Linked DNA regions of Capra hircus: region 1 is linked to region 2. A link is a contact called in public Hi-C data. All regions are on one chromosome and are shown on one strand. Each heading gives the region's core, a stretch centred on a gene start, on an enhancer-like site or on the middle of the called end of the contact. The rest is flanking DNA. Distances are from core to core; before and after follow the strand shown. Region 1 overlaps ATXN7L1 (ataxin-7-like protein 1). Region 2 overlaps CDHR3 (cadherin-related family member 3).

What was found. Hi-C and Micro-C count contacts between places; a contact is called where the count stands out from the background.
Region 1: a contact with region 2 is called in a Hi-C map of blood, with 2.7 times the contacts expected there. The contact joins two enhancer-like sites. A contact is called at or near these places in 3 of 5 Hi-C or Micro-C datasets (blood and liver).

What each region holds. Positions count from the first base shown.
Region 1 is chr4:73,559,016-73,561,715 of ARS1.2, reverse strand. The region is part of intron 4 of ATXN7L1 (ataxin-7-like protein 1); the gene reads right to left. Among named protein-coding and RNA genes, the nearest start is that of RINT1, 93 kb to the left of the region's middle. Within about 2 kb of position 1,250, at least 2 of the 5 cell types and tissues checked have an H3K27ac peak or open chromatin away from gene starts, as enhancers often do.
Region 2 is chr4:73,196,876-73,199,575 of ARS1.2, reverse strand. It overlaps CDHR3 (cadherin-related family member 3), which reads left to right. Exons shown (of 18, transcript XM_018047505.1): 18 at 1,047-2,019. The coding sequence ends at 1,300. Among named protein-coding and RNA genes, the nearest start is that of CDHR3, 52 kb to the left of the region's middle. Within about 2 kb of position 1,290, at least 2 of the 5 cell types and tissues checked have an H3K27ac peak or open chromatin away from gene starts, as enhancers often do.

The sequences.
Region 1 (2,700 bases), core at 1-2,500, 360 kb before region 2:
TGGGAGGGATTGGGGGCAGGAGGAGAAGGGGACGACAGAAGATGAGATGGCTGGATGGCATCACCGACTTGATGGACGTGAATCTGAGTGAACTCCGGGAGCTGGTGATGGACAGGGAGGCCTGGTGTGCTGCGATTCATGGGGTCGCAAAGAGTCGGACACGACTGAGCGACTGAACTGAACTGAACTGAACTCAGGCCTCAGTCTCCTTATCAGTAAAATGAAGATCATGATAGATATCTGAAGCGATTAACTGAGATAATATGTATCAAGTTCCTAGCTTAGTCCCTGGGCACATAGTTGACCCTCAATAAACTGAGGCTAAAACAAGAAGGAGAGACACCACCCCCACGGACCCTGATGCTTCTGGGGTAGATGTCTGTGTGCAAGTCATTGTCACCGTCAGAAATTTTTGTCCTCTTTGAGTCTTCTGGTCCCACAATGGAGAGGGGGGGTGGATGAGGAGGAGGAGAAGGCAGGAAAAGAAGTTGAGTGGGAGCAACTGGCCCTCCATATTCACCCAGAGTGGAGGACAATTTCCTGGCGGTGGCAAAGGGAAAAGACAGAGCTGAGTGAGAAGCCTTTACAGACTTGATCCCTTTCCAGGAGCCCTTGGTCCTGCTTTGCAATCCCACCTACTTTCTCCAACCCAGTCTCCTAGGTACTGCCCAAGCCTGGACTAGTGGTAAAAGTTCCCACATGGATACATATTCTACAAGAGTGAGAGGAACTCCAGTCTCCTCTCATATGAACATGTTGTCTTCTGCAACCCTGAAGTGTGTGAGGCGGTGGGGATCTCTGTGATGGCCCTAAAATTTCCTCCTCCGGAAGAACTGCATGTGCCCCTTTCTAGGCTGCTCCAGATTCCCTAGAAGCAAGAAGTCCCAGCATCAGCCTCTGTTAGTGTCTCTGGCACTTCTGTTAAGCAGGGGTTCCCAAGGCAAGGAGCTTAGGAGGTAGTCTCCAGACCCAATGAGAGATCAACAGGCACTTAATGTGCTGACATTCCTGGGGAGTCATGATGCTCCAAGATCATGGGAAAAATCAGCAATCAGAGGAAAGAGGAAGATAACAAAGGGAAAACAGAGTCCTGGCAAAGCTGGACAGGCTGTCTCCGGAGTGCACTGGAGACTGGCCTGCCTGCAGGGGTGCTGCCTCGGGTGATAAGTCCCAGAGAAATTTAAGACAAGCCCAGATCAAACAACCATACCTGCTCAGTGCCTTTCCTGCTATATACGAGAATGAGGAGCCTCACAATGAAAATGAGTACCTAGTGAAATTCACAGCAAGGCATGGACGGTATCAAGGGCCTTTGAGGGCAGGATCTGAGATGGAAGAGATCAGGAATCAGGAGGATTCTGGAGGGAGCACTACTGCAGGGCGGAATGGAGCCCCCAGAGCAGCCAGGCTTTGCTCAGGAGTGGCCAGTGGGCGCGCTTCCGCCTGCAGCCGCCAGAGGTCACCAGCTCCCGCTGCTGGAGCTAAAAGCCGTCCAGCCTGCCCCTGCCGGGCCTTCCACAGACAGCACACCACCACGGTCACGGCCTGGCTCAAGCCCTGCGGCCAACACTGACTTGGAGAGACAGGGCTTTCAAAGAACATCTTCCGTGCCCTTGCCAGGGAAGGAGGGGAGCAGGGACCAGGGCCCAGGCCCCCAGCCTTTGCTTTCAGGAAGCTTGCTCTGAGCATAGCATCCCTGGCTACTGTCAGCGCTCCAGCCTCTGCTCCCAGCTTCCTTCGCAGCGGCACTTCCCCAGGAAGCGTCTTTCCTATTCCTCCTTCTCCGTGTTGGAATCCAGCACTGGGCAGGCAGTCCCATACCAAACCACCTCCATCCAGAACGGCAAGCACATTTTGTTTAAACCTTCAAGAGTTGAGTCTTCACACTGATCTATAGCAAACTCAGGAGATGCTTTGTCCCCGATTAAATACAGTTTGTGTTTTTAAAAAATTCTACGCTATCAACATCTCCTTTCTACGTTACTTCAATGTCCTCACTGTCCTCACTGCTTGCCAGAATCTGGATCAAAATCCTATCATCAGACCTTCCATCTAGCCGCTCCCTGTGCTCAAGTTGTCTCCACCAGTGCAAATCCGACCCTGCTATCCTGCTGCTTAGAGGGCTCTGAGGGCTACCCACTGCCCAGCGGACCAAGTCCACCCTCACAGCTGGCCCCACACGGCTCCCGCCCTCGGCACCTTCTCCCACAGCCTCCAGGAGCTCTGCTCCTTGAACACCGTGTGCGTCTGCCTGGCTCTGGGCCTTGCGGCGGGTGGGCGGTTCCTTCTGCTGCTGGGCCCGCCTTCCTCCTCGGGGTGAACACGCCCCCACCTGCCTTCCTCCGGTTGTCGGGTCCTCTCCTCTCAGCGCTGGCTCTGCCTTCCTTGGTGTTTCTGCCATACTTATCACATCAAAGAGCAAGGTTTTAGTTCTATGACCCTGAGACCTGGCCAGACCATGAGCTACCTGAGGACAGGGACTTGAACCAAATGTATTCATCACTCCAGTTATCCCAGATATATATATATATATACACTATTTAGCACTTGGCCCAATCAGTGTTTGATGAATGGGCCAATCTTTGCAACGAAAGTTAAATCATATAACACAACACAACGCGGACCAGCTCTACACCAGTACAAATGCTTCAGGAAAGGACCAGCCTCCAGCTGCTTCTATTCTTGGTAGAGGAGCCACTG
Region 2 (2,700 bases), core at 41-2,540:
TGTGAACGGCTCAGCTCGGTCCTCCTCGGAAGGAGGATGGCTCCTCTCCAGGGGAGGCTGCTGCTGCTGCTGGAATTAAATTTCCCTCTATTATTAGGTACTTGTTACCATAATGTGCCCACATTAGCATAAGTGCTGGTGGGATCCTCTGCCTGAGAGGCCACTCGTGCTGCAGGAGCAGGGGCACACTGGAAACTAGATCTTCTGGGGCAAAAGCCAGGAAGGGCCGAGGCTGTTCTCCTGCGTCTGTGTTTTTGAGAGAAGGAAAAAGGAAGAAATGAGCCAACTGGACGAATGTGAACAAACACCAATTAGCGTCTGCTGGCACCGACATGATAAAAATGGCTCCCTTGCATCATCTCAATAGAGGCCAGATTTGTGAGTCTGTGTCTGTAAATCTCTGCTAACATAACGTAAATAAAAATCAAAGTTTCTTTTCTTACTTGGTGGATTCCTGCTTATAGCAGGGATTCAGGGGGTCTTTTTAAACAAACACATCAGAACATAATGGGTAACTCCATGAGAAAACGGACCTAATTTATCTGAAGCTCCGGACTTCTGTGGCCTCTAGTCCTGCCACTGAGGTGACCTTGTGGAAGTGTGAAAGTGGTAGTCACTCAGTCGTGTCCGACTCTTAGCAACCCCATGGACTGCAGCCCACCAGGCTCCTCTGTCCATGGGATTCTCCAGGCAAGAATATTGGAGGGGCTTGCCATGTCCTTCTCTAGGGGATTTTCCCGACCCAGGGATAGAACCCAGGTCTCCTGTACTGCAGGCAGATTCTCAACCATCTGAGCCACTGGGGAAGAGACTCTCTTAAACCTTTCTTTCTAGGGAAGCATTGAAATCTGCAACCCGTGTGGTCAGAGCCATGTAGCTCAGCTCTTGGAAAGGGCAGGCTGGTGAAGCTTGTCTGTGTTTTTCACAAGCCTGCTTTCCTTCTTTCTAGCTGGGGGTGAGATGAGAGCTGAGTGGAGAGGAGGGAGCAGAGAAGCACTTGGATTCCTTTGTTTATATATTGGTTGTGTGTTTCTTTTTCCCCCTAGTTACTGGGGCAATATATGAATTCAACTCAAAAACTGGAGCCAGAAAGTGGAAAGACTCCTTAACCCAAATGCCAAAATGGAAAGAGTCCAGCCCCCCGGGAGCTGCTGCAAGAAGACCTGTCCCTCGGGAAGGGACCAGGCCACCGAGGAGCACTGACAAGGGAAGAGATGGTCTGAGCATCCGAGTCCATGCTGAGGGTGCAGGCCTGGGGCCCAGGAGCCAGGCCAGCATGCCGAGCACCCCCAGAGAATAGAGCCCAGCCTTCACGAGAGGGGCATCCCGCAGACGGCACCCGGAGACGTGAACTGGGCAACACAGCACGCGAACTTGACTGTCTTCGAGGGCAGGGTGGGAGGCAGAAAATGTAGGGGATCCAGGGTCCCAGAAGGAAAGTTTGACAAACTTTAAACAGGAATGGGTTTGATTCCAGAGTTGCCTTTTTCTGAGATGGCCCAGGAGTGGTTTTGCTCAATCATCTGTGCCTCTGATCAGCTGGGCTGTTAACTTGAATGTGGACTTGTGTTTCTTCTGCATATTGACTCTAGGAAGCCGCATTCCATTCCATTCACCCTTGGGAAGTGCAGGAGGCCAGCTGCCTAAATTCTGAGGGCTACCCTCCCATCTGGTTCCACCTTTTTTTTTTCCTGCCTTAATTTTGGTGTCTCTCAGATTTCTTCACTGACAAATACAGTTCAACACCATTGTAAATCACCTCTAATCTTTTTCTAAAGAGGCAGAGCAGTGGGGGAAAAAAAGGATGAATAAATAATAAGTTGTTCATCTGGAAAGAAGAAAACACACTAGATACCTTTAATTCTTTCTCATTAAGGTAAAACCGATAATGCAATAAGATGCACAGATCTAAGGCACTCAGCTTGATACCATGTAGACTCCTGCCAGAGGCAACCACTATTCGGGTCTTTATTGTCACAAATTACTTTTGCCTTTTTGGAATTTCCTATAAATGGGATTACACAGAACACACTCTTTTGTGTCTGGCTCCTTTTACTAAGCATATCTGTGTGTAACCATCCAGGTCTCTTCACTGTATCTTATTCCATTGAGGGAATCTACCATATGTCATTTATCCATCCCACATTTAGGTGGCTGCTCCTAGTTTTTTGTTTTGTTTTTTTACTATTATAGGGTACAGCACAGTGAACTTCCTTTTCCACATCTTTTGGTAGCACAAACACTTGTTTCTTCTGAGCCTATTCCTAGAAGTGGGATGGCCAGAGCCATTGCTGGAATCTGAGGAGTCTGAAGTTGGTGGCTCCAGTTTACACTTTCACCAGCAATGATGGAGGGCTCTGATTGCTTTCCTCCTTGGTCAACACTTGGTGTTGTCAGTCCTTTTCATTTTAGCCATCCTGGTGAAAATTCCTCTGAAATAAAGCCACTCCTTTTTGCAAAGCTAAAACAACATCAACCCTGCAACCTACCTGCCCAGCTCTTTCTCTACCTCCTCTTGAGGGAGAACACAGGACTCAGAGTAGAGACACAACGGGAAGCCCTAGCCGTTCAGACAGCTGAGACATTCACCGTGGGCACAAGCAATGACCCAAACATAAAGCCTCCCTGTGATGGAACAGGAAATGAAAATTTCCCATGTATGCCTGGTGGAGGTCGAGCAATCCTCACCTTCTCTCCATG